2 separate regions of the Mus musculus genome follow, and region 1 is linked to region 2. Evidence: chromatin contacts called from public HiChIP or PLAC-seq data. All regions are on one chromosome and are shown on one strand. Each heading gives the region's core, a stretch centred on a gene start, on an enhancer-like site or on the middle of the called end of the contact. The rest is flanking DNA. Distances are from core to core; before and after follow the strand shown.

Region 1 (6,982 bases), core at 2,283-4,782, 760 kb after region 2:
GATTTGATCTCTTATAACACATAAACTCACTGTGGGATCAATCACTGTCACTGGACTGGACTTGCCTGCGACAGTGTTTCCAGAGACTTAGCTGAGGATGAAAATATCCACTGCCCATTGTGGGCAGCACCACTTCAAGGACTGAGGTCTCCGACTAGATAATAAAAGGGGGGAAGTGTACGCAAGCCGAGCTTCTCACACTCACATCCCTCTCTCTCTGCCTCCTGACTCATTACCTCACTGTGCTGCGGCCATGCCCTCCCCTCCATGATGGAGTGAATCTCCTCAGACCAAGTACCTGCCCCCTCCTAGAGTTGCTTTCTGCCAGGTGCTCTGTCACAGCAAAAGGAAATGTAGCCAGGCCAGTATGGAAGGGTACCGGGAGAGAGGCTGCTGCTGACTACCTGATAGCTTGGCTTTCGGGGCCTTTGGAACTGGGTTATGGTAGGATGTAGAAGAGTTTGGAGCTTTGGATGAAAGAAACTCTACAATGCTAAAATAACTTAATGGGCTGTTCTGATGGGAGTGTGGAAACCATAAGAAGCATGGACAGTGGGGATGATGCTCACAAAATGGACCCCATCAGGACCAGGGTATGTATGGTGTGGTTTCTGCTCACTGCTCTCAGTCAGGTTCGCAGAGCAGAAAGTCTGAGGAACAGCCTCGTCAGATTTACAGTTGGAAGCAAGAAGAGTTCAGTGAAAGCAGCTTGAAGTATTGAAGAGATTAGCACCATTAAAGAGAAACCGTGTGGCTGAAATGAGAGGTGAGGGGTGTGGGGGTGGGGGTGGGGGGTGGGGGGTGGGGGAGGGAGTATAACATCAGGTGGGCTGGACTCTCCACGGGAATAAGCTCAGGGCCAGCACTTGCTCTACTTTCTGACAGTGGATACAATGTAACTGATGCATCCTGATCCTGCAGCCACGCCTTCCTGTCCAGATCAACTGTATCCCTTCAAACTGTGAGCTAAAATAAACCTGCCTCTCTTCAATCTCTCTTCTCAGATATCTCATCACAACAGCCAAAAAGTACTAGTTTATCACGTACTTGCTTTTGTCAGCAGTTAAACCCCTTCTGTCTGGACCATTTACAGTCTACGTTCTCTTACATCGCACATCATCCCTTTCAGGTCATTCCCTGTTGGTGAAATGTCTGTGAGCTGTAAAGCTCAACTTAGAAATTAAATGTAGCTGTTATGCCCTTTTGCCTGAAACAGTGCTAGAGGCAAGGCTGCTCACTAGTGGGTGACAGCCAGCGCTTTCCAGTTAAGACTTCTAGCACCTGCTGCAGGTGATGAGGGTCCAACTTTACTCTCTTTAGTAAGGAAAGCTCTTCTCCCTGGTAGCTTCAAGTTTCCCCCTTCAAGTTTATTCTAAAGTTCTGAAGTTTCTTTTCCACATCCATTTGTCTCTATCTCAGCCGGGAGTGCTCGCTCAGCCACTTCCCTACACTTCAATTCCTATGCCAGAATGTTCATTACTATGTTTGATTGTCTACATTTCTTTGACTTGCTTTTTGTTTGGTATAGGAGACATTTTTAAGATTTATTTTTTATTATATCTAAGTATACTGTAGCTGTCTTCAGACGTACCAGAAGAGGGCATCAGCTCTCATTATGGATGGTTGTAAGCCACCATGTGGTTGCTGGGATTTGAACTCAGGATCTTTGGAAGAGTAGTCAGTGCTCTTAACCGCTGAGCCATCTCACCAGGCCCATTTATTTTAATCTAGATTTTTTATTAAAGATGTATTTCTGTATATGAGTGCTCTATTTGCATGTATGCCTGCATGACAGAAGAGGGCATCAGATACCATTATAGATGGCAGTAAGCCAACATGTGATTGCTGGAATTAAACTCAGGACCTCTGGAAGAGCAGCCAATACTCTAAACTGCTGAGCCATCTCTCCAACCCAGAGACAGTCTTTTCTTTTTTTTTTTTAAGATTTATTATATGTAAGGACACTGTAGCTGTCTTCAGACACACCAGAAGAGGGTATCAGATCTCATTATGGATAGTTGTGAGTCACCATGTGGTTGCTGGGATTTGAACTCGGGACCTTTAGCAGTCAGTGCTCTTAACCGCTGAGCCACCTCACCAGCCCCCAGAGACAGTCTTAATATATTCACCAATAGTCACAAAGAACCACGCTTTTTGTTGCTGAGGAAATGTACCGGTGGTTAAAAGCAATCACTCGGCACTGCTCTTGCTGAAGACCAGAGTTCAGTGTCCAGCACCTCCAGCATGCAGCTCACACCACCTGCAACTCTGGCTCCAGGGAGCCATGGCACAGCCACTCTCTGCAGGCTCCTGCATTGGCACATACATACATATTCTCTGTAGGGACCTGTACATGTACATACACACACACACACACACACACACAGCCTCTGTAGGCACCTGTAACCATACACACAGACACAAGAGCACAAGTAATACAGATAAGTCTTTTCAGATAATGCTTTTAAGTGTCAGCTGATATTGCAAGAGTTCTGTTGAAAGTTGCTAAAGAATTCTAAACTGACAAAGCTAATTAACTGGAGGACTACGGAATAAAATGTAGCACACATAACAAGCACATACTTGATAAACATTTCCTAACCATCTGGGTCTGAATCCCGGCTCTGGCTATTTGTCTGCTGTGCAATCTTAGGAAAATTACTAAATCTCTCTGTACCAGTTTCTTTTCTATAGACAAACAACTGTGGAGTTAAAACACAGTAAAGATGGAAAGTGTTTGCTACCTGGTAGTAAATTAGGTACTCACTAAATATTAGTTATTAAGCGCTCACTAAATATTAGTTATTGCTACTACTGTTAGGGTTAACTATTCATTCCACGTTCCCAAGCTTCCACAAAGGAAAAAAAAATTCCCAGACCCCATCTTGAAAGACCCTCTCAAATCCCTCTGGGCTGTAGCTTTCTCCTCCTCAGCAGCTCTAGGTGGCTTATCCATGAGCTCTGAAGGCTGGGCATGCGTGGCTCAGCTCCTCCCAGATGCTACATCATGAGGAACTGTCTATGCCAACACACAACACTGCTTGGCTTGGAGGACTAGGCTTTGTCTATAATGGGACGACTTCATTTCCATTTGCTCTGTTATTTTGGAGGGAAGAGGATCAGGTCAAGAGGAAATGCACACAAGCCTTTTTAGTCATGGCGAGCTTTTAGTCAAAGTTAAACAATGTTTGCCAGTCAGTTTTATCTGTTCTCAAGCCACCTTCTGAACTCCATTTTCCTGTCACCCATCTTGTCTGAACTTGTTCAAAACTTGTTCAAAACTTTCTACTTGTTCACAAGTAGACAGAGAAGCCGGGTACTGGTGCTTACACCAACGGTCACCAACTGTGAGTCTCTAGCCGTGGGGTTCTTGGGGTTTTAACTACAATGGCGGGCAGACATTGGCTCTGAATGCTACCATTGCCTCTGACTGCAAGACTCTACCAGATGTAGAGTCAGGGACCGGCTGCAGAGTGAGTCACCCTCCCTCCCACACCAGGACAGCCAGCCTTGGCAATGGCAAACAGCCCAGCAATGGCAGCCTCACAAGTCTCTGACTTAATCCCAAATGTTTTTACTAAGTAAATACCATGTCCCAAGCATTGTGGCAGGGAGTTTGGGGAGGGTGGGTGAGGGAAGGTCAGCATTGCTCATGTCAGTCTGACCCCACAAAGCCTACAGAGGGAAGAAGGGCAGGCCACTGGACAGAGCAGTGCATCTGGCAGAGGAGATCTGGAAGATGTTCAAGGACTCCAGGAACTCAGAAGATGAAGCTGGGACACAAAGGGAAGACTTCCGGAGTTGGATGTTCTAAAGACACCACCTAGCATAAATCCACTTGCTAAAGTACACAACGCAATTTTTCTGTTCTTGGTTTACTTGACCACTGCATCTCCTTAAAAAACAAAGCAACAGGACCAGCCAAGCCCACAGTTTACCGAGATGGGAGAGAAGAAAGCAGAGACGCTGGGCCCCAGACCCAGCAGCACGTGCTCTACTGCTTCTTGGTCACACCACTGCCTGCTTCTTCTCCAGCCTGGGCTACTCAGTCCTTCTCTACTGAACAGCATGTTGCCAGCCTGTGTCTCACATGACTTCAGAGGCTTTGTCATCGCCCCATGTTTATAGTTCATTTCTCTCCAGGTTCAGGAATTCAGATGGCTACTTGTCGTCAACACAGGGGTTTAAAGACACTGCACATGCCTGTGGCCATCTTACCTCAGGATCTGTGCTCTTCCTCCCTGCCCACCCCGCCTTGTCGCTAAGCTTCCTGTGGCTATCATCTTTCATCTATCCAGTTACTTTAAACCAGAAATCCAAAATCACCCTTGACATCTCTTTTTTCCTTTTATCTCAAATGCAAACCACAACAAATCCTAGTGATTTTCTCTCCTAAAACCCCAACTCTGTCGCCTTCCTAGCTGGGTGTGTGGCTCAGTGGTAAAGAGCTTGCCTAGCACGTGCCTGGGCCTGGATGTCATCTGTCTTCCCTACCCTGCTATGGTCCATGCCAAACTGTCATCTCTTGTCCATGGCACTGCAAGGTCCTTCTCACTGTCTCTCCACAGTCACTCTTGCTCTTTAAAATAAGCCAGAGCTAAACTATTACATAAATCTGGTTAGAGCACACGCCTCTGTCCTGTGGATAAAATCTCGAAACTCCCCATGGGCTGGCCTGGGGCTACTCTCACCTCCCTTCTGTCCCTCAGACTCACCTTGTGCCCTTTCTACTCTGTGGCCTTTCAAGCTCAGCCTCCTCCCCTGGAAAGCTCTCTCCATTCAGCGCCCACACCTTTCACATACTGTCTTCTATTCAGAACCTGGATTACAACGTTAGCAACCAAATCCCTCCTCTGGGGACCAGGACAGGCCATCCTCCTGTCTTAGCCAAACAGCTGGAAGGGAGGGGTGTGTCTGCCCCCAGCCCTCCTTCACCACTGTGCTCAGCACTGAACACAGGAGCCAACCCTGGGCAGGCACTCAGGAATGACAGACAGGGCATCCGAGTGTGACATCCTCACAGCAGAGATTATGAGCAACAATTTCTGAGCAAAAGCAATGTGAAGAGTTTACAAAAGGCTGGGGGAGGACTGTTTTGGTTTGGTTGGTTGGTTGGTTTGGTTTTTGGTAAAAGTTGTCAGAGTGGGGGAAGCAGCCTTGGGCACATAACTAACATCTCAGCTCAGCCGCTCTCTAGACCCTATGGAGTGCATCCTCCCAGTCAGTTCCTGCCTGTACTGTGAGATGGAGAACAAAGCCACCACCACAGTGGTTTGTGGTGAGTGTAAACAGGAGGCAGATGCTGAGTCCCCGCCACAAGGATGCTGCTCACAGAAGCTCCCGGCTAAGAACAAACGGGGCTCTGCCTCGCCTTCCTCTCATCACCTTTAGATGCAGAGACAGCAATGGCTACGAAACAGCTTCAGTTTCAGTTCCTTTCTTTCTCTCTTTTGAGGCTGGATCTCACTGTATACATCAGGCTGATCTGGAACTCTCTATGTAGACCAGGCTAGCCTCAAACTCACAAGGATACACCTGCCTCTGCTTCCCACTTGCTGGGATTAATAGCATATGCGACTATGTCCAGCACAATTTGGGTTTCTTAGGCTTACTGAGAATGATAAACACAACTGAACATTTCCATTAAACTCTTCCATTTAGACAAAAGTCACCTTGCCTATTTTGGGGGGAGGGCAGGACTGAAGATTGAACCTGGGCTTCCAGCACGGTGGTAAAGCCCCACTGCTGAGCAACACACCCAGCCTCTTTTCATTCTGAGACAGGGCCTAACTCAGCTTCCTAGGCTGGCCTTGAACTCACTCTGAACCTGGGCAGTATCTGACCTTTAGTCCTCCTGCTACACACAGCCTTCTAAGTGGCTAGGACTGCAAGCCTATGCCACCATGCCCAGCTCACCACTCTCTTAATCCCCCAGGAATTATGCAGAAACCAGCTAGCTCAGGTTTCCCTTTGAGAAAACATGATCAGGATTTAGTACCGACTTCTCAGCGTGCTTGTGTGTCCTGCGAAACTCGTTCTCACTGCGGAAGGCATTCCTCCACACCACCCCGAAGAGCAGACTCAAAGGGACACTTACAACACGATTCTGACTGCTCAGCTCTTCTCGGGAGTCCAGCTTCCCGGGTGCACAGGCCCTGTACTAACCAAAACTCAGAGCACTCGGAGACCCCTCTTACCTTGTGTTCACAGGGAGCACCGTAGTAGCCATCATTCAGCCCAAAAATGATTTCATTCTGGTTGCGGGCATGGATCTAAGGAAGGAGGAAAACATACTATTAGTTGATCTTATTCCAGATGTCAGAGCATAACAGCTGAAATTTCCATGCCAACGAACAGGCCGGCTCCACCTAAACAAAAGGGGCAGCAAAGAAATCAGGTCTCAAAGGCCAGTGAGTGACAGAGAGGACAGTCCATCCAGCTTTAGTCAAAAGCCTCACAAACACCACGTGAGGCTATTGGAGCCATTAGTGATTGTCACCAACATTGTTAACTTGTGATGGAACAGTTATGCCTGAAGGACAGCAGCAAACCACTAAAAAAATTAAAAATAAAAAAACTCTACAAATGCTTTAAAATTATGACATCAGATTAGCTTCTACTTTCTGGTCTTTTTGGGATCAACTGCCCTGTGCTGACCCAACTTCACCTGCAAGACCGGAAAAATACAACTTGGAAGGATTAAAAAACAGGGACTGGAGACGGCTCTGGGCTTAAGAGCACTGGCTGCTCTTCCAGAGCACCAGGATTCCATTGGCATGACCCATGTAAGGTGACTGGCTATAGCTATCATCCCGGAGAACCCAACCTCCTTCTGCCCTCCAGGAGCACAATACACACACAGTGTACAGACACACAACAGTCAAAACACCCATACACATAAAATAAAAATAAATCTCTTTTTTAAAAAAAATAAAGAAGTAGTGAGACACAGTGGCACAGACCTGTAACCCTTACTTGGTGG
Region 2 (7,035 bases), core at 2,192-4,691:
GAAGGAAGGAAGGGAGAATGAGAGAGAGAGAAAAGAAAAGAATATATTTAATATACTTACCTTAGAAGAATATGATATAGAATATTTTCTGCTCTCCCATCTCTCTGCTCCTATGACTTCACTGTTCTCTGTTCCCTGCTAACTTCCTCTGTCCTTTAGCTTTGTCTCATCTGCCACTCCTCTTGGGTCTTGAGACAGCCTGACTCACAGAGGAAGCTAACCTCTGCTAGTACTAACCCCTCCCAGCCGTCCTCCATGCAGAGGGCCCCGCTCCCTACAACAGTTCAGAACTAAGAGCAAAGTGGGACAGAGTGACAGAAATCCTGTTCCAAAGACAAAAAGAAGCCATCCTATCCAGAAAAATAAAAATATACAGATTCTCAACAGCAATAATGAACTGGGAGGCCTACTCCTTGGGAGTTAGTGCTGTGGTGACATATTCAAGGAGGTGTCTCCGAACAATGGTGACCGACTTTCCTCATGGAGAAGAATGACTTCATGTGAGCACACAGGAGGACCAGGAACCCCGACGTCAGGCTAGCAAATAGGCAGCAACTAACCAAAGGGCGCTGTCCCCCAGAAACCCAGAGATCAGTTATATTTGTGAGACCACACTGAATGTCAATGTCCCTGAACTCAGCCACCTCCTGCCTAGAGGTAACTATATAATAATAGCATTTGGAAAGGAGAGAAAAGGGAAAAAATAGTCACCAAGCTTCAAAGGTCAGAAACAAAACAGGGCAACTAGGTTGGGTGGCACTCATCTGTAGTTCCAGCTCAGGAGGCTACAAATTTGATGTCAGAGTCAGCCAGTGTTTACAGAAGGAGACCCTAACTCACTTCTCCAGAAGAAAACTGCATGGGGCTGTTTGGCATTAGAAATAGCTCAGGACTGGGCTGTCCCAAAAGTTGTTTCCTGTTTGTAGAATAAGTTCTTCTAGCTGGGCTGCCTTGTCTGGCCCCAGTGGGAGAAGAAGGGCCTAGTCTTGCAGAGACTTGAAGTGCCAGGGTAGTGATAGGGGGTACCCAGGAGGACCCTCACTGGCTTAAAGGATAAGGGGAGGAAGGGTGGAGGAAGGATTGTGGGAGGGATGACTGGGATATAAAGTGAATAAGCAAAATATATGTGTGTGTGTGTGTATACATATATAAATATATATAATAAAAATAAACAAAATTCAGTCTGATATAAAAGAAAAAGAAATAGCTCAGGAGACACGAGGGAGTAGCTAAGAGTGGAAAGGCAAAACCAGACCCAAGAGGAGTGTGACAGAAACTTTGGGTGTGGCAATGGGGTGCTTGTACCAGGCGCTTGGGTGGATCTGAGACAGAAAGGAAGCTGGTGGAAGGCTGCTGACAACAACCTGCATACAAAATGATGCAGGGTTGGTTGATCTCCCTCAGCAGCAGCAGACTGGGAGGCAAAAAGCTCTTTCAGGACATCTTTACAAACAAGAACAGGTGTTACAGAAGACTGGGGCCTCGTCTACTGGATTTGGGTTACATTTGGGAGTGTTCGGGAAACCATGCAGAAGTGTGAGAGAGAAAGGAGGAAGAGAGATGCAGGAGGCATGGGGAAGTGAGAGCAGCCCCAGATCATGTAGTCTTTGAGTGCCCGTTTGTAGTGGCTATTCCTGGTTGTCAACTTGACTATATTTGGAATGAACTACAACCAGAATTGGAAGGCTCACCAGTGACCCTTATCTGGAGGCTGGGAGATAGAAGTTTCTGATCTGGATCTTGCTATGGAGATCTTGAGGCATAGTGGCTATGGATTCAAGAAGATTAAATCTCCGAGTTCAAGGTCATCTGGGATTAAAGGTGTGGTGGAACACACCTTTAATCTGGGCTATACCTTCTGCTGGAGACTGTATAAGGACATTGGAAGAGAGAGTCTCTCACTCCTTCACCTGCTTGCTGTGTGGGACTGAGTAACTGCTAGATCCTTGGACTTCCATTCACAGCTACTACTAAACGATTGTTGGGAATTGGGCTGCAGACTATAAGTCATCAATAAATTCCTTTACTATATAGAGACTACCCATAAATTCTGTGACTCTAGAGAACCCTGACTAATACACCGTTTGATTCACAAAGGAAGATAGACACAGCGCAAGACCTGGGGCGGCCCGTGTATGAGAAGTGCTACAGAATCAGGCTGTGATAACGTGAGAAAAGAATCTTGGCATCTTTGGGTGTGAGATGCTCTGGGGAGACCACCATAGTAGGGAAACACAGGGTAAAGGTGCAGAGATGCCAAAGTCCAAGAAATTGCGGTTTGGGGTGTGGAGCAGAGGCTCAGAAGAGGCCGAGAGAAGACATGGCCAAGGCAGTCAGGGGTGGGGGTGGTGAGCCTCAAACACTCTCCTGGGGAGCAGGGGTGGGAGGAGGGTCAACCCTAGAGGTGCATAGAGGCATCTGAGCAAGGTAGGGGTATGGTCTGGGTTGTGGAGGGTCTCCTATGATATTTGATACAGCCAGAGGACATCAGCAGATGGCAAGGGACATTTCTGCTGTGACAGATGATTGTGTGCTCGGCAAGGTTTCTGGCAAAAAGAACACAGTCAAGGGGATGTGGAATGCAGCAATGGTGGCTTTGACTACACACACATGCTTGTTATTTGTTAACCAGGCTCTGCTGGAGTCAAAGGTGTGGGCAGATGGGGGCACAGTTAAGGATGCTGTGCTGGCAAGCTCGTAGGCCACTGGGGAGAAGGAAGAAAGGAAACAGCATCATTTGCCTTTGAATAGGTCCTGGGAGCCATGCCAAACCGACATCCCATGGGTGGTCCCCTTCATTAACAGTGCTGCAGTCAAATTCCAAAGTATTATCTTCACTTCCAGGGGCCAAAGTTATACTGGCCACTTATCTTCTATGCCAGGTGTCTTCATGGAAGGCATCCAAATCTTTCTCTTATTTGCTTTCCTTATTACATATGTAATTGTCAGTAATGACATGATTGGGTAATATCTCACAAATACTGGGAACTGTTTCAGGTGCTGTAGCCATATTTTATGTACAATATCTTAGTATCTACAATAAATCTATCACCTAAATACCTTATTATCTTCATTATAATGAGGAACCAAGGCACACAAAGGGGAAATAATTAAAAATACTATAATTATGTGTATACGTGTGTGGAATGGTATAATGCACATGCCAGAACAAGTGCCCTTGAAGACCAGAAGAGCCATCAAATCCCACAGAGATTAAGTTCCAGGTGACTGTGAGCCATCTGATGTGGGTGTGGGAAACTGTGTTGGCTAGTTTTATTTTGTCAGCTTGTCACAAGCTGGATTTATCTAAGAGAGGAAACCTCAACTGAGAAAATACCCCCATCAGATTGGCATGGGGCCAGCCCTTGGGGCATTTTCTTGATTGCTAAGATTTGGAAGGGCCCAGCCCACTTGAGCAATGCCATCCCTGGTCAGTTATTAAAAGTGGGGGAGGTGTATGAAAAAGCAAACTGAGCAAGTCAGAGAGAGCAAGCCAGTGAGTAGTGTTCCTCCATGGTCTCTGCTTCAGTTCCTACCCTCCAGGTTCTCGGCCTGGCTACCCTTCCTGAATGACTGTAGCTGTGAGGAGAATTAAACCCTTTCCTCTCCAACATGATTGTGGTTATGGTGTTTATTATAGCAGTAGAAAGCAACCTAACTTGAATTCAGTTTTAGCATTATGACTACCTCCTGGATAGACACTGAGCCACAGGTATGTATGTTAAGCACAAGAGCTGGCCAAGGGAAAAGTAACTTCTTAGGAGACACGATGGAGCTCTGGTCAGAGCATAGGTGTTATGACTTTGACTGTGAGCTCTGTTCTTACCCCTTGGAGGGATGGGAGACTAGGGTTATGGACCTACCTCTTGGCTTCACGAATGACTGACAGTGAGATCTCTGGACAAGTCTCTTCAGCTAGGCCAACATGATGTGCTTGGACCCAAGTGTTCCTGTGAAGGCTGAGTCCCTGCCCCTGCTTTCATTTCTCTAAGGACTTCCTTTTGCCTCCTAAACTGTGCCAAGGCCCTGTATGATGCCACCTCCCTCCACAATGCCTTCTGCTACTCCTTCCAAAGTCAATCTTCCTGAGCCATGCACTGGTCTCCTCTTTGCCCTTCAAAGAATCAGTCATGAGCTGGGAAGTTGGCCCAGAGGATAAAGATCCTGGCTAAAGAAGTCCGACTAGAGACCTAATAGGGTCACTGTATCTGACAACCTGAGTTCCATACCAGAGGTCTGCACGCTAAATCTCTAAACTGACTTCTACGGGTTATCCTCTGATTTCCACATGTACTCTGTGGTATCTGCATGCATACATATGTACACACACACACACACACACACTAATAAAAAACCAAGTTCCGAGACAGGAAGGAAATGGTCATAGATTTTTCCCAAATTAATTATTTTAAAATTTTTAATATTCATTTTTATTTTTTTTTTGAGATAGAATCCCATATAGCCCATGCTGCCTTCTTGCTATGTAGCTGGTAATGGTCTTGAACCTCCGATCCTTTGCCTCCATCTCCCTTTGCATGCACCACCACTCCCAGGTTATGCCACGCTGGGGATTGAACCCAGGGCTTCATTAGTGCTAACTAAGCAGGCACTCCGCCAACTGAGCTACAGTCTAGCCCCTTATTATTTTTATCTGGATTTTCTTTTTAATTAATGTTTTAGTGAGCACATAAAATAGTGTACCTTTAGGACATTTTCATACATAATATATTAATCTTTGTTTTTAATCCTGAAGTTAGACAGTGCTGGAGTTTGGTGGGAGTCGCCTTGGCCTCTGAGCCGAGTAGACATGGATTCTAGTGGCAGCTCTGCTACCTGCTGGCCCCACCAGGCCTCCTCGATTCTGGAGTCCTTGCTTCACAACTAGAACTTAAAGGTAGTGTGACATCTCCATGAAGGGGACATTGAATTAGACGTTGTTTAGAAAGTGCCTGGGTACAGCTGGCCCTCGGGAGATCTTGAGTCTTCTAGAGGGCCTCTGTATCACTCAGACACTTCCATCCCCACACCGAGATCTCCTGAGGATGTCTTTTGTCTTCATCGTTTACTCTGTGGAACCGTCACAGAACTGATCTCCAGTGTGGTTTTGTGAGCACATGGTAAAATCTACTCCAAGGCCATTGTCCTGATTCTGGCTGCTATACAAAAATCCCAAACTCAGTGGCTGGAAGTAACACACCCAGTAGGCTGGTTAGCGCCCTTCTGGAGCCCGGAAAGTTGAGGTCAGGGTGCCATCACGGCTGTGTTCTGGTGAGGCCTTCTTCCCCTGCTGGCAAGCTACTGTAGAACCATTGTATCCTCATGGAAGAAAGAGAGGTGAGGAGTTTCTCTAGGGCACCTTCACTGGGCACCTCTCCCATTCGTGGGGGTGCCATCCTTGTGCCCTAAAAACCACCATCACTTCCTGGTTCAAGCTTTCAACCCGTACACCCATCAATAGCCCTCATTCTACCAGTGGTTTCCACAGCAGGAGAGGCAAGGGTCGCACAGCAGGTGAGCAGAGCACTGCCTTGTGCCTGAGGTGCAGAGCCATAGAGAGCCTGGAGCTTTCATCCCTCACCACTCTGCTGCATCGGTCTACACACTGCTTGCACACAGCATTCCGGGTCTTGTCCTGGAAGTTAGAAACAGTGCAGTTCCATAGACTTGGGAGAAGTTTTAGGCTTCAAGGGAGCAGCTGGCAAACACAGAGGAAACTCTTCATAGCCTTCATAAAATTGTTTAGACAGGGCTGGAGAGATGGCTCAGTAGTTAAGTACACTGGCTGTCCTTCCAGAGAACCTGAATTCAATTCCCAGCACCTACATGGCAGCTCCCAATTATCTGTAACTCCAGTTCTAGAAGGAACTCTGGATATGCATACAGGCAAAACACCAATGCACCAATACAAATCAATGAACACAATTTTAAAGAAATATTTACACACAGGCTTATTATGGTAAATGCTCTCTGAAATAAAGCCACCAATTGGAAATGCAGGCAGAATCGCCCTGTTTCATCACTGATGCTTTGTCCAATTCACAAGCTTTTCGACTCCACTCAGAGCCTGCATGGCCTTGTGCTAGGTCCGAATCCCTGAGGACAGTTTTACAGCCATGATGGGGGTATGCATGGACAATGAATGTGACACACAATCTGAACCAAGTAGAAACGAACGGGGAATGCAAGAAACTGAGAGAGCCTGTATCCTAGCCCCGCAAGAAGGCTTCAGAGAGGGCTTCCTGGAAGAGCACACGCTTAAGTAGTTCTTCTCCCTCCTCTCTCTCTCCCCCTTATTTTCATTTCTTCTTTATTATGTGTACTGTGTGTGTGTGTGCGCGCGCGTGTGTGTCCAGAAGAAGGCATCAATCCCCAGAATTACCTGCAGCTGTGAGCCACCTAGGATGGGTATTGGAAAGCAACTGCAGTCCTCTGCAAGAGCATTGAGTGTTCTTCAGCACTAAGCCATTTCCTCAGCCCTTCTCCATCTTCCCTGAGTTTTCCCTTTCTGCTAACATGGCCTGTATTAAGTCTGAAAAGCCTGTGCTCAAGAAGTCAGCTACTCCAAAAGTCCTCCAGTTTTGCTTCATGTAATTCAAGTAATTTGAATTTAAGTAACTAAAAAATTCAAGTAGTTTGTGTTTGCCCACTGGATCTTAATGTTGGCATCCTGGCTAGAATTCTATATATTACTACAATTACACATTTTCCAAGCCTGGAAATGAAGCAAAAAAAAATCCTTGTGTAACATTTTACAGATAAAAAAATTAGGCTTATTCACCTTATGCCACAGTGAAAGGTGGTGGATTTTCTGCAGGGTTTTGGCTTGCTTTGGTTTTGGAATTTTGGTGTTGGTGTTGGTATATATAGATATAGATATAGATATATCTATATAAATATATACACAGACACACATATGTGTACACACATATATGTGTGTGTGTGTACATATGTGTATATATGATGATATTTCAGTGATACGCACACACACACTCATTCAAGAGAGAAAGAAAGAGGGACTCACACATACTAAATAGA

The links. HiChIP or PLAC-seq counts read pairs in DNA pulled down with a chosen protein or histone mark.
Region 1: an HNF4G HiChIP or PLAC-seq map of pancreatic cancer cells shows a contact between it and region 2. The contact joins two enhancer-like sites. A contact is called at or near these places in 1 of 39 promoter capture datasets (liver) and 1 of 115 datasets of contacts at active chromatin or transcription factors (pancreatic cancer cells).

Annotation. Positions count from the first base shown.
Region 1 is chr7:99,081,904-99,088,885 of GRCm38.p6, forward strand. Uvrag (UV radiation resistance associated gene) reads right to left here. Exons shown (of 15, transcript NM_178635.3): 5 at 6,198-6,272. Among named protein-coding and RNA genes, the nearest start is that of Uvrag, 56 kb to the right of the region's middle. Within about 2 kb of position 3,533, at least 91 of the 459 cell types and tissues checked have an H3K27ac peak or open chromatin away from gene starts, as enhancers often do. A contact at or near this core is called in pancreatic cancer cells, where this site is marked.
Region 2 is chr7:98,321,065-98,328,099 of GRCm38.p6, forward strand. It overlaps a transcript of Acer3 not described here. Among named protein-coding and RNA genes, the nearest start is that of Acer3, 15 kb to the left of the region's middle. Within about 2 kb of position 3,442, at least 9 of the 459 cell types and tissues checked have an H3K27ac peak or open chromatin away from gene starts, as enhancers often do. A contact at or near this core is called in pancreatic cancer cells, where this site is marked.